2 separate regions of the Mus musculus genome follow, and region 2 is linked to region 1. The links are chromatin contacts, called in public Hi-C maps. All regions are on one chromosome and are shown on one strand. The core of a region is the stretch at or near the end of the contact, and the rest is flanking DNA. Distances in the headings are between cores, read along the strand shown.

Region 1 (4,316 bases), core at 1,013-3,512:
CCATGGGTTCTCAGAACTCACCTCAATCCTCCCCAGGTTGTCATTTCCCCGACTCCTTGAATTTGGTCTTTCTTCCCACTGTTTCCCGCCCCCACAGCCCTCATTAAGAAAACTATCATTTAAAGCCCTAGTTACTGTGGGAGAGGGGAGGGGGCAAGAAAATGTTCGAGAGAGGGGACTGGAAGGACAGGCACAGAGTAAGGCGAAGCATAGACTTTGGTCTTCTGACTCAACGCAGCCCTTGCGTGGATTCGGCTGCCTGCCCCTAGGTCCCCACCATCCTGCAGATCCAAACTCTGGCCGCGCAGCCAGGCACCCCGTCAGCATTCAGCGGGGGTGCGGATGACGCGGGCGCTCGTAGGAGGCCGGCCAACTGCTGCAGCCCCACCGAGGGCCGCCGCACCCGGGCCCCTGAGCCCAGCAGTCCACGGCTGTAGGGTGCTGGGTGGCTCGGGTGGGGGCCGCGCAGTCTCCGCTGCAGCCCCGCACGGCTCCAGCCTATCAGCGGCCAACCAGCCACTCGCTCCGACCTGACCAAAATAGCTGCGAACGCCTGCGACTAGCGCGCAGCCCCTCACTTGACGCTCACTCGGACTCGCTCGCCCGCTCGCCCGCTCGGGCCGCTCCGATCGTCTAGAGGGGGCGGGGAGGAAGCTGCGGGGGAGGGGGGAGGGGGGTGGGGAAAAAGAAGGAAGGAAGGAAGGAAGGAAGGAAGGAAGGAAGGAAGGAAGGAAGGAAGAAGCGAGGAAGGCAGGCAGCCCTCCGCGACTCGGGGCTGCGCGGCGCGAGCCAGCGCGTGCTGGAAGGCGCGGCGTTAACCCCTTGAGGGCAGGCGGCAGAGGGAGAGCGGTGTTAATACATAAGAGCACTGCATCACGCTAATCTTCTCCCTAGAACAGTATGCGTCAGCAGTACATTCACGTTCTGACTGAAGGACAAAAGGATGAGAGAGCAGTCTGCGTGGCTGCCACCTGCAACACCGCGAGCCCGGCGCGAGGAGGAGACGGTGGGCGCCGAGCGCAGGGGCCCCGCTGCTGCCACCGCCGCCGCTAGCCAGCGGGGACCATGTTCACCGGCTTCGGAGCGTTTCCCGCAGCCGCTACCCCCACTGCTCACGCTGCCGTCGCCAGCGCTCTGGCCGCTGCAGCAGCCCGCTGGCAGCTCCGTTGCTGAAGGCTCCGGGAGCCCAGCGGCGAACTCGCACTCTCCGCACAAAGCCGGGGCCGGCGGCGCGCCGGGAGCCCAGCAGTGGCGGGCGGCGGCGGGCGCTTGCGCGCTGCCGGGGGCTGCGGCCGCCGCCGCTGCCGGACCCGCGCCCGCCCCCGGACTCCCTGAAGGGGCCTGCGGTGCGGGCGCGACCGCGGGCGCTGCGCGCTCCTCCGTTCGCGGACTGGGTCCCAGCACCACGTCCACGCCGCTGCCCCTCTGGGGCTGGACGGATTACCGCTCCCCGCACCAGCAGACGGCGGGACTGGAGAACTGAGCCCAGTTTTTGTCTTTTTAACCCTTCCGAGAAGAGGCGAAGAGAAAAGGGGGTGTGTGCCTAGGGAGGGCGAAGGCGCAGCGAACACCTCTTAACTCTCGCAGCCCCGCGAGCTCACGACTGCAATCAGCTGCCGCCAGCTCTGGGCGGCCGACGCTGGGAAAGCAGAGTGGAGAGCAGCGCAGCAACCAGCGAGCGCGGCCTGGGCGGCTTCGGGAGCGCCCCCGCACCCCCATCCCCCGCGGCGGCCCAGGGAGAGGGCTGGGGGCTGGAGACACACTTTGGCGATGAAGCGCCTTCTCCCGCGACTGGAACAAGCTGGTGCCAGGGTCCAAGGACAAAGCAGGGAAGCGCTGGTGGCGCCGCTCCTCGGGCTCTCGGGGGGGCATGCACCTGCATAGCCCGCCGGGCCTTGGCTCTCCCTGGCGCGCCTCAACTCCGCGGCTTCGCCGGCTCCGGATTTACTAGAAGCCATTTTGTCTCCCCTACCCCTCCCCTCCCCTCCCCTCTGCCCTCCCTGCCCCCACTACTTCCCCCTTTGTTAATTAAAACTAAAGTCAGAATGGGAACGATGAGCCCAGCTCTCGTGGAGAAAGCTTAAGGACACAGCGCTAATTCTTTCCTGCTTTCCTTCCGAGGTAGGTGACAGGGAATTGGGTGGGGATGGTCGCAACGTGGGAGAGAGTCTTAGCTTTCTATGGGTTGGCCTTGAGGGTGGGCTGGTAGATGAGGGGCCGCTCAGTAGTTTCGCAGGGTTTTTCTAGGCCGATCTGCTTGTCTCTAATCGCCCCCTCCCCACCTCCTTCTCCAGATGGAAAGAGGAGCTCCTAGCTCACTTAAGCCGGGGTAAGGCTGGTTCTCTTTTCCAAGCCAAAATCCCAGGCGATGGTGAATTATGAACGTGCCACACCATGAAGCTCTTGTGGCAGGTAACTGTGCACCACACCTGGAATGCCGTCCTGCTTCCCGTCGTCTACCTCACGGCGCAAGTGTGGATTCTGTGTGCAGCCATCGCTGCTGCCGCTTCAGCCGGGCCCCAAAACTGCCCCTCCGTCTGTTCCTGCAGTAACCAGTTCAGCAAGGTGGTGTGCACCCGCCGGGGACTCTCTGAGGTCCCACAGGGTATTCCTTCCAACACCCGGTATCTCAACCTCATGGAAAACAACATCCAGATGATTCAGGCCGACACCTTCAGGCACCTCCATCACCTGGAGGTCCTGCAGCTGGGCAGGAACTCCATCAGGCAGATAGAGGTGGGGGCCTTCAATGGCCTCGCCAGTCTCAACACTCTGGAACTGTTCGACAACTGGCTGACAGTCATCCCCAGTGGGGCCTTTGAGTACCTGTCCAAACTGCGGGAGCTCTGGCTGCGAAACAATCCCATTGAGAGCATCCCTTCTTATGCCTTCAACCGGGTGCCCTCCCTCATGCGTCTGGACTTGGGGGAACTCAAGAAGCTGGAGTATATCTCTGAGGGGGCTTTTGAGGGGCTGTTCAACCTCAAGTACCTGAACTTGGGCATGTGCAACATTAAGGATATGCCCAATCTTACACCCCTGGTGGGGCTCGAGGAGCTTGAGATGTCAGGGAACCACTTTCCTGAGATCAGGCCTGGGTCCTTCCATGGCCTAAGCTCCCTCAAAAAACTGTGGGTGATGAACTCACAGGTCAGCCTGATTGAGCGGAATGCTTTTGACGGACTGGCTTCCCTCGTGGAACTCAACTTAGCCCACAATAACCTCTCATCTTTGCCCCATGACCTCTTCACACCCCTGAGATACCTGGTGGAGTTGCACCTACACCACAATCCTTGGAACTGTGATTGTGATATTCTGTGGCTGGCTTGGTGGCTTCGGGAGTATATCCCAACCAATTCCACCTGCTGTGGCCGCTGTCATGCTCCCATGCACATGCGAGGCCGCTACCTGGTAGAGGTGGACCAGGCTGCCTTTCAGTGCTCTGCCCCTTTCATCATGGATGCACCCCGGGACCTCAATATCTCTGAGGATCGGATGGCAGAACTGAAGTGTCGGACTCCCCCTATGTCCTCTGTGAAGTGGTTGCTGCCCAATGGGACAGTGCTCAGCCACGCCTCCCGGCATCCCCGGATCTCTGTTCTCAATGATGGCACCTTGAACTTTTCTCGTGTGCTGCTCATAGACACTGGAGTATACACATGCATGGTGACCAATGTGGCAGGCAACTCCAATGCCTCGGCCTACCTCAATGTGAGCTCGGCCGAGCTCAACACCCCCAACTTCAGCTTCTTCACCACTGTAACAGTGGAAACCACAGAGATATCACCTGAGGACATAACACGGAAGTACAAGCCTGTTCCCACCACATCCACTGGTTACCAGCCGGCATATACCACCTCTACCACGGTGCTCATTCAGACCACCCGTGTGCCCAAGCAGGTGCCAGTACCCTCCACAGATACCACTGACAAGATGCAGACCAGCCTGGATGAAGTCATGAAGACCACCAAGATCATCATTGGCTGCTTTGTGGCAGTGACTCTCCTAGCTGCTGCCATGTTGATTGTCTTCTATAAACTTCGCAAGCGGCACCAGCAGCGGAGTACAGTCACAGCTGCCAGGACAGTAGAGATTATCCAGGTGGATGAAGACATCCCAGCAGCAGCACCTGCAGCAGCAACAGCAGCTCCGTCCGGTGTATCAGGTGAGGGGGCAGTAGTGTTGCCCACAATACATGACCATATTAACTACAACACCTACAAACCAGCACATGGGGCCCACTGGACAGAAAACAGCCTGGGGAACTCTCTGCACCCCACAGTCACCACTATCTCTGAACCTTATATAATTCAGAC
Region 2 (4,316 bases), core at 655-3,154, 46 kb before region 1:
CTTGGGTAAGTCTGGGGTCACTGCAGGGCTGATTCTGAGCAGGAAAGCTGGAGTCTCTGAAGTTCCAGGTTAGAGGGTCATGATTCTGACAGATATCAAACTGGAAGCTTATTTAAAAACAGGCTCCAGGATCTCACCCCAGGCTTATTAAATTAGAATCAAACCGAGTTCCAGGTGATCCCAGGAGTAGAGTGTAAGGATCCCACCAGTGAGCTGCCTTGGCTTTGGGCAGTCTGCTCAGTCCCTCTAGTTTCAAACCTCCACCTCCCTTCCCACAGTGCTCTGCAAGGTCACTCTGCAGGTCATTTCTATGGCCACTCCTGTTCCTGAGGCACTCCTAGTTGCAGCTGGGAATGGGGGACTTGGCTCTGTGAAGAACTGTTTTTCTTGTGCTCTGGATTCCTCACCTCCAGCAGGTTGCTCTGACCTCAGCTCAGAGGCTGGGCCACCCTCTCCACACTTCCCTCTCTTCTTGCCTGCCTGCCTTCCTTCCTTCCTTCCTTCCTTCCTTCCTTCCTTCCTTCCCCATGCCCTGTGCCAGAGCTGCAGCAGCTCAGAAGTTGATTCGACGTGACAACGCGTCAAGTCCAATCCTGCGGCCAGGAGATTAGCCAAGTAGTGAGGCCTGTCAGCGCAGGGGAGGGAGGTGGCTCTCCAGCTGAGTAGCAGGAAGTGGATGGGGAGGCAGGAGACAGGACCACACATGGCATCATGAAGACGTGTACAGAGGAAGAGGATGATATTAGCCTGAAACCTTCTTGCTCACCAGTGCCACGAACCTTCTAAACACTCTCTAGGTATCAATCCAGTTGAGCCTTACAACAACCTTTTTGAATGAGTATAACACTATTCCTCTTTTGCAAATGGGGAAACTGAGGTACACAGGTGTGCAGTCAGAAGTAGGCCCTTGGTGATGGTTGGGTGTCTGGAGGCAAGAGGCAGCACAGGGGGGCTCTGGGGAAGGCTTAGCGGCATGCACATTTACCCTTTACCTCGTGTTGACTTTAACAAGTGATCCCTGGGTCTACTTCCTTTGATTAGAACATTAACATCTAGTCACTGACATTCTCAGCTAATGAGCAGGTTCTTGGGTGGCCCCTGGAAGGAGCTGAAAGGCAGGCATGCTACAATTATGGAACCTCCTTGAGTCACCCCAGGCTTACACTTCTGCCTTTCTACCAAAAGGAGAGGCAAGAGTTTAGGGGCTATCGAAGGGAATGGCTAAACCTAGGCCTAAGTTTTCCATCATTCCACATAGAGAAAGAAGTGCCTTTCACAATGCCACGTGTAGGGCTTACTCTGGCTAGGTTCTAGCTGCTAACATCTGTCTCCATCACTACTACTGTCGTTCTCATTCCATCACCCAGGGACTTAAGACATGCACCAGCACCAGCACCAGCCCTGGTTGGCCAGGAGAAGCAGCCAGTGGGTGCTAATGCCCACTGTCTTCACTAACACCTCAAGTTAGTCAAGTTCCCTATGACAGGACAGGACAGTCATGGAAGCTTTCAAACAAGGCCTTCAGGTCTTTCCTCTAGGCTTCTCTGGCTGGAATGGGTCAGCTTAGGCAGTCATTCTTATCGACTGGGCTCTTGGAACTCCACAGATCAATAGGACTCACACAGCCTCTAAGACAAGCCTGTCATCACTGCCTTAAATGGGCTGAGCCACTGCCAGCCACCTCTCTGACCCAGGAGTCTTCTCCTTCCTGCCAGCACCCATGCTTCTCACCCTCGATCTCTCAGCACCCTGGTGCATGCCTGCTTGGGTTATCTGCAGTGGCTCTTTCCTCCCCTCCCTGCTCTGCCTACTCCTCTAGCTGCCTCTTTCCAGGCTTGCAGCTTGGTAAAGAGACGAGGCCTCAGTGCTGGCTGATGGAGAGGATCTGAGAGCCATTCAGAGACCAACCCTCCCCCACCCTACTTCCTGGGCTGTGGCTGCTGGGGAGGGCTCTCCTCAGCTGCGTTGATGAATCTGGAGCTGACTGACAGGGTGAGAGCAGAAACTGCTAATGAGTCCTCAAGTGAAAGAGCCCTAGGCGACAGCACCGGGTTCCCTCCCTGGGGAGAGGGGGCGGAGCTTTGTTCATCTCAGGCTCAGGGGGGTAACAGGCTGAGGTCACCAATGATGCAAATGAAAGTCTGACAGATCCCTCCCCCTCCAACCCCAGGTCGGATAGCTCACCTGGCAGAGGGAGTACATACTGCCACCTGGGATGAGAAGACAATGAAAACAAGGTGCCTAGCTGGCTCCTATGGAGTGGCAGGTGCTGTGGGCTGCTGAGAATCAGGGCTAGAAGAGGGAGAGCTGCTCCTCAGGGAAGGAACCTTGAGTCTAAGTGAGAATTCAGCTCTTTGGATTTGGCTCTTTGGTTCCTTGTTTTTTTGGGAGGGAGAGGGGGCAGCTAAGCTATTCCTTGGGACTTGGTGCCCAGTGGTCCTGGGCATGCTGGCAAATGCAGCGTATCTTTTTGGCGTGATGGAACCAGTTCTCTAGGATGGGTGTGGTCCTCATCCTTAGAACACACCTCTATTGACTGATAATGCTCTTGTGTAGAACAAGCTCATGAGGAAAGACAGACAGACAGACAGACAGACAGACACACTGGAAAGGCCCCTTGGCAGACAGGTGCTATTTGCCCACAGCCTCAGGAAGCTTCTGAGCTCACATCCCTGCTATGTTCTTGTTTGAGGGAATCTTTGGGGTGGATGCTGCTTTTCCTGGACCCATGCGAGCTGACTAGGAAAATTCAAAGGTCTTTTCTAGAAGGAGCAGTAAGTGTACAGAGTCACTCCCAGGTTCTTGGCAGAGGGAGGGAGGGGCTGGGAAAGACCCCTTATGGCCAAGGAGCTATGAATCTTGGCTCAGCAGCAGGGCCTAGGCACATGAGGAGCCTGGTAATTAGTTTCCCCTGATCTTGGGTCACTTGTGAGTGCATTTGTGTGGTGATGTCTTCTTGAACTCGGATGGTGGCCAGGCTAAAGAAAGATTCTCTTCTGCTGCAAAGCTGGGGGCACGGTGGATCTGTCTTGGGGCAAGGCACTGCTGAGACCCTTCACAGCTCTAGCTACAGACTTCCACCCTTCCCTCCTCTGCTTCTGCTGCAGGCTGTTCTGCCAAGCAAGTTTCTGATTTCCTCAGGTTCCTACTATATCTGGAACTTACTAGGGTCCCCTTGTTGCTGCAGCTGTCACAGGGAAGGACCCTATTGTGCTGGGCACAGGTATAAGTCAGAATAGGCGAGGAGCAGAGGCTGTGTCTCCTCCTGGTTTCTGGCCCTCCATCCTTTCTCTATTTTGTGCTTTTTCCAGGGAGCCCCAGACCCTCCTCCTGACAGGAAAGAGAAATGTGCCAAGGGACTCCATTGGCTGTCTAAATCCTATTTAATATCCCTACTCACTAGGCTCCAAGGGTGTGGCTGGCATGGAGCCATGGTGGCAGAGGCCTTCAAACACACAGCAGGGTGGCCAAGCTCAATAAAACTAATCAATGGCCAATCCAGCCCTGTTCAAGGCCCTGCTGGGATGAGAAAGGAGGAGGGAGGGGACGGGGGTGGGGGAGGAGAGAGAGAGAGAGAGAGAGAGAGTATATATCTGTATGTGGATATGTGCCACCCGTGATTCCCTCCTTGTTCCTGCCCAGAACCACTAAGTATAGAGGAAAGGGAGGCTTGTATGGGACACTGGGTGGAATTAAATAAACCCAGCAGAGAGGCAGCTAAGGTCCTGAGGAGGCAGCTTCTAGGCTTCAGCATCATCAGGTTCCTCCAGATATATACACTCACTAATGCATGCACACACAAGCCACTGTCCAAACAGTTCTGCACATACCTGGTCTCAGAGGCTCTCGGCATTTCCCTTGCTGGTTTAGCCCGTATGTATAAACGTTTACACACTGTGAAGAAATCTTTTATTCCTCAGCAGTGAAGCAGCCTTCAGGAGGTCACAAGTGGAAGATGCTGAGTACACCTGAGATACCCAGGTTACTGTCACCCAGCTGGCTTCCAAACCCCTCATCAACAGCTAACCCAGGGTACTAAAAGGCTCTGCGGACAGAGCTGTTCCCCAGAATGAGCTCCCTGGGAGGTGGAGGGCCAAGCTGGCTCCTCTGGATCTTAAGTGAACTGGGCTTTGCTGTAGAGAGACTCATGAGGAAGGTGGCCCAGTATAGAGGGTTGGGTACTGCATTTTAACTGGACTGGAATAAAATGTGCAGCTCATGTAGGTGATTAATCACTGGTAATTACTCCTTAGCATCATCAAGTGGCAGCAACAAAACGACAACTTGGGTTCTTTCAGACAAGGAGAGCGGCCCTG

The links. A called contact is a pair of places that touch in the nucleus more often than the background predicts.
Region 2: a contact with region 1 is called in a Hi-C map of cortical glia, with 2.2 times the contacts expected there. The contact joins the enhancer-like site here to the promoter of Lrrc4 in region 1. A contact is called at or near these places in 1 of 39 promoter capture datasets (hippocampal neurons), 1 of 15 datasets of contacts at CTCF or cohesin (the NIH/3T3 cell line), 14 of 484 Hi-C or Micro-C datasets (3T3-L1-derived adipocytes, the HPC-7 cell line, brain and 9 more), 11 of 115 datasets of contacts at active chromatin or transcription factors (bone marrow-derived macrophages, double positive thymocytes, embryonic fibroblasts and 7 more) and 4 of 9 other capture datasets (adipose tissue, liver, macrophages and 1 more).

What each region holds. Positions count from the first base shown.
Region 1 is chr6:28,829,693-28,834,008 of GRCm38.p6, reverse strand. Lrrc4 (leucine rich repeat containing 4) reads left to right here and starts at 2,262. Exons shown (of 1, transcript NM_138682.2): 1 at 2,262-4,316. The coding sequence starts at 2,395. The region is part of intron 16 of Snd1 (staphylococcal nuclease and tudor domain containing 1); the gene reads right to left.
Region 2 is chr6:28,875,794-28,880,109 of GRCm38.p6, reverse strand. The region is part of intron 17 of Snd1 (staphylococcal nuclease and tudor domain containing 1); the gene reads right to left. Among named protein-coding and RNA genes, the nearest start is that of Lrrc4, 46 kb to the right of the region's middle. Within about 2 kb of position 1,904, at least 76 of the 459 cell types and tissues checked have an H3K27ac peak or open chromatin away from gene starts, as enhancers often do. A contact at or near this core is called in brain, cerebral cortex, cortical glia and 3 more, where this site is marked.